Regions from separate parts of the Mus musculus genome. Here region 2 is linked to region 1. The links are chromatin contacts, called in public HiChIP or PLAC-seq maps. All regions are on one chromosome and are shown on one strand. Each heading gives the region's core, a stretch centred on a gene start, on an enhancer-like site or on the middle of the called end of the contact. The rest is flanking DNA. Distances are from core to core; before and after follow the strand shown. Region 1 holds the start of Tmem140 (transmembrane protein 140). Region 2 has its middle 18 kb from the start of Cald1.

Evidence for each region. HiChIP or PLAC-seq counts read pairs in DNA pulled down with a chosen protein or histone mark.
Region 2: a contact with region 1 is called in an HNF4G HiChIP or PLAC-seq map of pancreatic cancer cells. The contact joins the enhancer-like site here to the promoter of Tmem140 in region 1. A contact is called at or near these places in 2 of 39 promoter capture datasets (cranial neural crest and second pharyngeal arch cranial neural crest), 1 of 15 datasets of contacts at CTCF or cohesin (the NIH/3T3 cell line) and 4 of 115 datasets of contacts at active chromatin or transcription factors (bone marrow-derived macrophages, extraembryonic endoderm stem cells, pancreatic cancer cells and 1 more).

What each region holds. Positions count from the first base shown.
Region 1 is chr6:34,860,340-34,865,110 of GRCm38.p6, reverse strand. Tmem140 (transmembrane protein 140) reads right to left here and starts at 1,965. Exons shown (of 2, transcript NM_197986.3): 1 at 1,771-1,965. It also overlaps a transcript of Agbl3 not described here.
Region 2 is chr6:34,578,177-34,582,769 of GRCm38.p6, reverse strand. No RefSeq gene overlaps it. Among named protein-coding and RNA genes, the nearest start is that of Cald1, 18 kb to the left of the region's middle. Within about 2 kb of position 3,054, at least 17 of the 459 cell types and tissues checked have an H3K27ac peak or open chromatin away from gene starts, as enhancers often do. A contact at or near this core is called in pancreatic cancer cells, where this site is marked.

The sequences.
Region 1 (4,771 bases), core at 716-3,215:
GCTTGTTATTAACAAGCCAAAAAAAAAAAAAAAAAAAAAAAAAAGCTCTGAACTATTTTAGGACATTATGCCATATGCCAAAATAAATTTCACATGGATTCAAGAATGAACCAATATAAAATAAGATCTAGAAAAAAATAAACTCTGATTTATGAATAAGAAAGTACGTTCTGAACTTAAAAGCACATCAAAACTACAAGGAAAACTATAGATTTAGCTATTTTTTTAAAAAAATGGAAATTTCTGTGCACTAGTAAAAACAATACAGAATTAAAAGTCAATGAGCATGGAGAATATCTGCCAAAAATGTGAGATGATAATACACACAATGTATGGAATGTTCATGCAAACATCAAGAAAAACACTGCGCTGTGTGAAACGGGATTCGGTAATACAAACAATTCACAGAAGAATGAACCTAGCAAGAAAAAAAAGATCTGTGTTTTTCCAGTGCCTCCAAGGTACGCTGGGTAACCTTCTTCTCCCTAAAGACTGTAGCTAGCATCCTCAGTGACACTCCAGATGCCAAGACTGGCTTCCTAACATGGTGACTCTGACTCTAAGGTTTGTGTTTTTGGCCAAATGACCCACTTTTACCGCCTTACCCCTAGGCAGTATCATAGAAAGGATGGAGTACTACAATGTCAGGCATAACGGAGGTCAGTTGTGTGTTAGAATGGAGAAGCAGCTTTTAGGAGCCAATTCAAAAGCACAGGGGTGGTCAAGGCATCCCTAGACAGGTGCACAGGAGAGAGAGGAGGCCATGGGTGGTCAAGGCATCCCTAGACAGATGCACAGGAGAGGAGAGGCCACGGGTGGTCAAGGCATCCCCAGACAGGTGCACAGGAGAGAGGAGAGGTGGAGAAAATCAGTCCTGTGGTGTTTCCCAGTGAAGGCCACATTAAAATGTTCCCAGAATTACGTGCTGTTGGTGAAAAGTGAGATTATAGAGCAAGCCACCATAGCCTTAGTAATTCGATAATGTGGGGACTAAAATAGCAGCTTAGAAAACGGGATGTGTGAGGCCTTGCTCCAGGCGCTGACTCTCAGACCTGCGATTAGGAAGACCCAGAGAGGAGGAAATACTGAAAACACACTTCAGCTGTCTCTGAAAGATTTCCCCCCACCCCCCCGTTTTTTTTTTTTTTTCTTTTCTCTCCTATCCAACAACTTGATTTTACAGATTAAAGAAGTGTAATGGGAGTTATTAATCAGCCAGAAAAGATAAGAAAGGAAAGAAAAGAAAAGAAAAGAAAAGAAAAGGAAAGAAAATAAAAGAAAAAGAAAAAGAAAGACCTGTTTCAAGGGACAATCCCCCCTCCATGAGTTTCCTTTGGGGGCTGATATCAGGTCTTAAAATCTTTTATGTCCTATAATTCTCTTTTGGACAAGAACACAGATCTTTTCTTTGTGTTTTTCAAATCTTGGTATCAGTTTGGCTGTAGTGACATGTTTTTGTCTGCCTGCCTACTTCTGGAGAACAATGTGTCCCAAAGCCACAGGTATTAATGGTACAAGCTTCCTGAACACCAGGCTGCATGCAGCTACCTGTGTGTTTCTAACCATTTACAGAGTTTTTGAGGCAGAGATGCACACAGTGATGCTTACGAGCATGGGGGCAGGACAGAGGTGAAAGGTTATATCACTCTCTGGGGAGAGAGGAGGCCACCGACACCAAGCAAAGCGTCCCCCCTTGGTTTGTTGCTAGAATGTGGAGTCTGGGAACTTAAACACCTCTTATCCCTTGTGGAGTTGTGGGGGTGTACTTACAAAAACCAACGCTGGAGCCCAGGAACACTCATCAAAAGGTGACACAGGAAATCAGCGTCTGTCTGGGGAGTCGATCTTCTCCTGGGCTGCTTTCTAAAGTCAGGCTCCAGAAACCAGGGCAGAGGAGAGAAGCTGCAAGCAGACAGCTCAGAGCTCCTGGGCTCTGCCTGCACTCGCAGGCAGTCGCGTTCAAGTAAACAGCTCTGAACTTTGGTACATTTGTGCTGACTGATGTCACTCTCAGCTGATTTCACTTTCGTTTTTTAACTTGCCTGTGTCTTATGACTTTTCAGAAATGAAGAGTGTAAACAACTTGTTGCTCATGGGAGCACATGACCCACAACTGGCGCACCCTGCCTGAGCCAGGTGAGGGTCCCGATTTTACTGTGCGAAAGTTGATACCAGCTTCCAGACCTCCAGGGCATTGCAACTCTTAGAGAAACACGACCCAGAATCTTTCTAGGGAGGGACCTTAGTTCACATGGCCAAGCTTCCAGCCAGTGTAGCTCCTGGAACCTGGGTCCCCTCTTCTCATTCCTTTGGAAGGCACCTATGCCTTGGACTCTCCTTTCAAAACTCAACCGATGATCTTGACTGTGTCTCTAGATTGGAAACTTTGCCGTTAGCAAAGTTATATCTAACAGTTATAGAGCAACAGAAACACTGTGTTCCCATTTCAAAGTAAAAGAGAAAGAAAGCTTTTAGTCTTGAGATCGCAGGGAGGGGACTCTTGCCTCCCAGGCTCACATGATCTCTGCAGCTTCAGAACTGGGTGAGCTTGGCAAAGACAGTAGACAGCTCCCAATAGCGCTAAACCCTTGGCGGCTTTCTCTACTTTCTACATGACACCCTGTACCTAACTGGGTCTTGGTTCATCCCAGGGGTTCCCTTTGCCGCCATGCTAGGTTAGATTTCTTGTTTCTGGGTCCCAGGCTTTTCTCTTTTCTGCTGTATTCACTTTTGGTAGAATAAATTCCAGGTGATTTACTGAGAAATGAGGGACACCAAAGGTTTTTTGTTTTTGTTTTTGTTTTTTTTTTTAATTTGTCAAACTGATATCTTTATTCTATTCTTAAACTTGTTCAAAGTTGGATAGAGTATAGTGTTTTTCTTTAAACTTAATTTTCCCATGCAACCTGGAGGCCGAGTTCCATGTTGTCTGCCTTTCCCGTTGCTAGGAAGTTCAGAGCTGGTCTCCTTCCCACTGTTGTCCTTTCAGCCTTTTGCCTTTAAAAGAAAGTGCCATTTTAATGAGGTCTTGCAAAGAAAAAAAAAATGAAATATCAACCATTTTGCCATTTTCAACTGGAAGCCTAAGTCCTCCACTCCCACCCCACCCCCTCACCCCCTTTGAGACACCACTTTTGCCCCTGAACTTCCTCACACCCTACCAGACAAATTTACTCGGGGAGAGTCTCCGAGCCCTTTGCTCTGATGTCTGACTTCCTGAGACCCACTATCTGTGCTGTTCCTGTGGAGCTGCACTTAGGGACGCTGTTGCCTCTTTTGAATGACGTGGCTCTTCTTAGAGTACTGCTGGTACTCTAGACAGTAGTCTGATCTCTCAGCTTGATGATTCGCTCCCACGCGCATCTTCTACCTTATGAAGAAGCTGGGCAAAGGTGACTGGTTCCAGTATGTCCAGCCTGTAAGGTTGGGAAGAGTCTTTGTACTGTGGTTGGGCGGAGGAGCCAGCCGGTGACTCTAACCTCCTAGTTGTACGTGATTGGAGCACCTTGCCTCTGCAGCTTGGAGGGGGAGTGAAGGGAGAGAGGGAGTCACGGTGGCATGCCTCCTTGCCATTATTATGAGGACTTAGTACCTTTACTTGAGTGTGTTTTTGCTATGTTTGTTATGTGTGTGAGTGCTCACACACCACACAGACACTGTGGTTGTCAGAGGACAACTTGCAGTTGTTTCTCTCTTTCTGCGTGAGTTCTGGCGATTCACTTCACATAATGAGGCCTGGAGCAGGGCTCCTTTACATCCTCAGCTGCTCACTGGCCCTGAAATATGGAGCAGAATCTTAGCAGGGCTGATGTATTTGAAATGGATTCCAGAATGATGGTGCCTAGGCTTTGAAGTTGCCTTTTGTAAATAGTGGTTGTTCTCTGAGGTTTATGGGGTTGCTCTTCTAAAGGACTCTCAGAGCCTTCCCATAATTCAGACGTGCCTGGAAAACAGAGAAGTCTCATTTGGCTGAGAGTTGCTTAGGTAATGGCTCCTTCAGACAATTCCTAGATCAGATAAGGTTTTGGTATGTGGAAATTGACTAGCTAAAAGTACCTTTTGTGTAACAATAAAGAGCCCTGCCCATCCCCCCTAAAAAAAAAAGTTTGGAGTTTAGTCCTTGGCAATTAAAACAGCATATATCTGAGTGATGAATGAGTCAAAGAAGAAATACAGAAAGAATTTTTATTTATTTCAATCCTGGAGTTAAATGGAAATGTACCATGCAGAACCCCTGGGACACGTTATGAGTGATCCTAAGAGAGAAAAAAATTTACAGCTCTAAGAACCTACACTAAAAAATCAGAAAGACCACAAATCAATGGCTTAATGCATCTCAAGAATTGGGAAAAACAGGAACAAACCAAACTCAAATCCAGCAGATAGGAAAAAAAAATCAGAGCAGAAATGAAAGGAAAAAGAATAATATGTAAAGCAGTAAATGTAATAAGCTATATAATTGGACTTAAAGACAAAAACCATATGATCATCTCAATAGGTCTTACTCATCTCTCTCCCACTGCCTAGTTATACCATTTAAAGTCTTTGCTGGTTAATCTAGTTACTGTAAATTCCTGGAAGATCTGATGGAGGTTTTCAAGAGAAGGGAATGTTTGGGTTTAATCTTCAAGGAGAAGCAGAGGCTTTCCAGATGTACTGCTAGGTTTACATAATAAAGATAAGACAGAACGGCCTATGGAAGCGCTGCATACTTAAACATTTTAAGTTAAAATTATAACGTGAAGAGCAGAGTGTGAAAACGGCCTACATA
Region 2 (4,593 bases), core at 1,805-4,304, 280 kb after region 1:
TACTTCATGGGGCTGATGTAAGGATGAAATGTGTTAAAATATCTATGAAGACCACATATTTACTCATGTAACAGTCATGAAGTGAAATGACTTCCTATAAAACTTTTCTCAGTCCCGACAGTGACGATGGTTTTGGTGATGATGAGGGTCGCATAGTCACTTCTAAGCTCCTTGGCTCAGATGAGGGGTAATAGATCAGACAATATACATGTTACCCCTGCTTCTTTGCTCTCATCATAGATTTGTGCCCTTGCCCAAGTTGCCAATGTCACCTCTTTACCAGCAGGATGAAGTCAAAGAATGGTCGAAGCTTTTTAGGTGATCTATAATGCCCATTCTACTGCCTCCTCACTTATGGTTCCCAGCTGTGATAGTTTGGATATGCTCGGCCCAGGGAGTGGCACTATTAGAAGGTGTGACCCTGTTGGAATAGGTGTGGCCTTGTTGGAGTAGGCATGGCACTGTGGGTGTGGGCTTTAAGGCCCTCATCCTAGCTGCCTGGAAGCCAGTATTCTGCTAGCAGCCTTCAGGTGAAGATGTAGAATTCTCAGCTCCTCCTGCACCATGCCTGCCTGGATGCTGCCACGTTCCCACACTGATGATAAGAGACTGAACGTCTGGATCTGAAAGCCAGCCCCAATTAAATGTTGCCCTTATAAGAGTTGCCTTGGTCATGGTGTCTGTTCATAGCAGTAAAAACCCCAATTAAAACAGCAGCACTGACCCCCTTTCCCACCCATGCTGGTCTGCTTAGTTCACCTTCTACCCATCTGCCTCAACAACCCAAGTCCTGGTGCTTCTGCCCTTCATAATTACTTAAGCCCTCTCCTGCTGTCACCATCATGTCCAGACTCCCTCCTCCAATCCCTCCAATTCCAGTGCTCAACTTCAATCATTGGACTATTATGGCCTCAGAAATACTGTCAGTGCCTTTACTACCTGCTGACTTGAATTATTTGCTTCGATTCAAGGATGTCTCATCCTTGCCTCTGTATAGATTAATTAAGTAATAGCTTGCTAATTAACAGTTGATTGAATGATGCCTAATTAATACATACTTTGAGTGCTGCTAATTCTATTCATTTATGGTGATACTGTAGCCAACAAGACAGACACAGAACTTTTAATATAATCTTTTAACAGAGACCATATTATATAATTACTGATGATGTGCCCATTTTATATTTCTCTGTATTTCTACCACCATTTTGAGCTATAATTTAATAATGTAAGAGAAATTGACATTTGACATATTACGTATATTCAACTGTGTGCAATAGTTGGCACTTTGACATTGATTGAGTGTGAATTTGGGCAGGCCAGAAACCCTGGAGTTTCATTGTCAATACCCTAATTAAGAGGTGCAGGTGGCTGGAGGAGGCGAACCAATGATTGGTCCTCCCACATGCTCATGAATACCAGGAATACCTCACACAGAACAGTCCGTGTATGGACTTCTGGAGACACTGAAGATACACTGTTCTCAGAGTTCTTCTGGAAGGTAGGAGAGGAGAAAACACCTGAGTGTGGCTAGGGTTTGATGTAGACACTTGAAGGTCAATTAACCAACTTCCTAGGAGCTACTTTGTGAGAGGGAACTGAGGTGAATGGCCAGACTCCTGGAGAAGTGTTAGCTTGCTCTTCCCAATGCTCTATAATGGCCACCTCTTCTTTGCTCGCCATTTCCACGGGGTGATTTTCTAGTTATAGATCCTGTACTTATGTATAATTTTCAATTCCATGATGTTCTACACAAACCTGTCCTTAGAAGTAGTATCTCTAAGTCAGTCTTTGGGATAGAGACATTCCAGGAAATTTTTATTGAACTTGTCTATTCAAAGCCTGTGTTGCTGCTCTACAAGACACGATAGTCAAGCTGTACACACAGACTTAGGAATGGAGACAGAGGCATATGGATAATTATTAGTCTCCATATTTCAGTGTCTGACTAGCACAAAATATCATAGAATGATACTTTAAAATTTTAAAAACAATTTGGTCTTCTTTATATGGTCCTCAGATTAGGTGATCCATCTTACTTTGGGTGTTATGAGGTAGGGAGCTCCAAGCAAGTCTTCCAAACTAGCATTTTAATGTGTTTCCCCTTCCCTGAAGAAAATGGAACTAGAGATGGGCTAGATTCAAGAAGACTGGTCTGCACCTTCTCTGAAACAGGGTCCTATGTCTTGGAGCATATCTATCTGGGGTCAGATACAAATGGGGACATTTGTCAGGCATGAGTAAGAGTGATCAGGAAGTCTGGGGCTATGCTCAGAAGAAGGTCTAGCGGTTCCTCCTGTCCATTTCTGCTGTCAAACAAAGACTGTGTTTCACTGGGAACTGGATTTTCTTAGTGAAATGAGAAGATTCAAGATTTCCCGTAGCTCAGTCAAACTTACTTTGGACATATCCTGAATTTAGACTAAGGCTCCGTGTAATAGATAAGGCAATCTTTCTCTGGGCACTACGTATGTCTTCTGTTGGCAAGGTACCTGAGGGTGGAGGGTCAGTTTGAACGTTCCTAGCTCTGTGTCAAATAGTGTTTTTTGTTTTTTGTTTTTTAAGACAGTTGGGAACTACAATGATCGGCTTACAGATGTTTCAAAATATTAAAAAAGTAGAAATATATCTTATTATCTCTTTCTGTGTGTTTAATTAGTTTACTAGCATCTTTTAAAACAAGACCCTGGGCCATCTGTGTTATCATTACTTTTCCCTTACACATCTCCATGAAGTCAGTAGGCGAGTGTTGTGGCAAGAAATGAGTTTAAGAACCTAATCTCAGAACCTGGAGAATTTCAGAACACAGAAAGCATACGCACTGCAAGTTAAGCCACTTGAGAAAGTACTCTCAGCGCTTACCAGCCATCTCACAGAGTTGACACGGAGTGCAAACATTAATAAATGCAAACATACTTTGTAAACAGGGGTGCCCAGTTCTGAGTGAGTGCCATTGATATAAAAACTGAAGACTGGAATACAACTCACCCTCCGAGTTTTGTTATTTTAAACTTTAATCGCTGCCAACTCCCTGACTATTGGACCTTGACCCTAGGTAGACCACAGAACACTGCTTTCTGCAGCCACAGAACTTTTTCTGATATTTGTCATTCCAAAGAGATCAGTGACATTCCACTGGGCACTGAGAGGAAAGCACACAGTTTTCCCTCAATATCAGGATAGACTATGGTTTTGGAAGTTCTAGTCAGGAAGTTAAGAAATAAAAAAAGAAAAATGTGTTTAGGATCACCTTTAAATAGAATTTCTAATGCTCTAAGGACCCATCTGATCGCACCCATGCCCCTCCTCTAGCATGCATGCTCTGTCCGGCTTCCTGCCCTCCACCACTCATTGTCAGAACCTAATGGTCTCAAGATTTGTTTTCTAAGAGGCCTGTGCCAAACTACACAAATGACTTACTATGCATTGCTAAGGCTCAATGGTGTTTGGTATTTTTCTCTGTCTAAAAAGCCCTTGTGCTCTAGGACTGTTTTGTCTTATAGCGACCCTCCTCTTACCTTACCCACTGCCGGCAACCATCTTCTTCTGCTCTGTCTCTGTGTTGTATGTTTCCTTTCAAAGTTTTGAATATTGCTTTGCATGTGAGTCTCTTGACTTATGTAGATGGAATTACTGTATATCGTCCGGATTCTTGTCTTTCTAGCTGTTATGCTTTTATGATCCAAAACAAAACAAAAAAGCAACAGCAAAACAAACCAAAAACAAAACAAAACAAAACAAACAAACAAACAAAAAACCACTGACAATAGAATTTGCCTTAGTATGATTCCCATTTTAAACTCAAAAGATAGGGGAAATTTCATGCTGAGTGCAAGCTGTGGTTAAATGTGTGTATGAACCGACGGTTAGGGCCTCTTAGTATCTTCTATGTCTCTGTCTCTGTCTCTCCTGCCTCTACTTGTAGCATCCTCACTGCTATGCACCTGCTTGCTCATCTGGATTTTGCTGTAACTTACTCTCTTTGCATCCTTTCTTTCTTCAGCTTCAACCCCCAGCCCCAATGAACGCTTCTTCTGCAACAGGAATGGAACAGAATCCTGACGGTCCTCTGCTTCTCCATCATGTTCAGAATGAAATACTGCAAGTCTCAGCTTGCCCCACCCTGCGTCAGACTTCATCTCTTTCTGCTCCTGACCCCTTTTCCTCACTGTAACTCTATTGTGCAACAACACACTGTGTTGCTCGGGCCTTTACAATGACATCTTACTCTGCCTGGAATATTCTTTCCCTTTATACATCTGCCGGACTTCTCCTGCCCTTCCTCAGATTTGTACTGCCAATGTCAACAAGATCTCACTGCACCCACCCTTCCCCACCTCCACACCCCAGAAAAAGGTTTTCCTTTTGAAAAAGGTTTTCTTTTGAAAAAAATTGAAGACATGGCTTATCCCACCTTCTGTTAGTTTCTTCTTCTCTACACAGCATAGATCTAACTGGATTGTTCTCTTCTTGCCTTCCCTCTACCGCTCATGAGAACAAGAGCTTCACAAAGCCCTTGTCTTTGATTTACTCATTACGGTGTCCTAACATTGGTTCTTGGTGTGCTGTTGTGTGAATAGATGGATGAGTGAA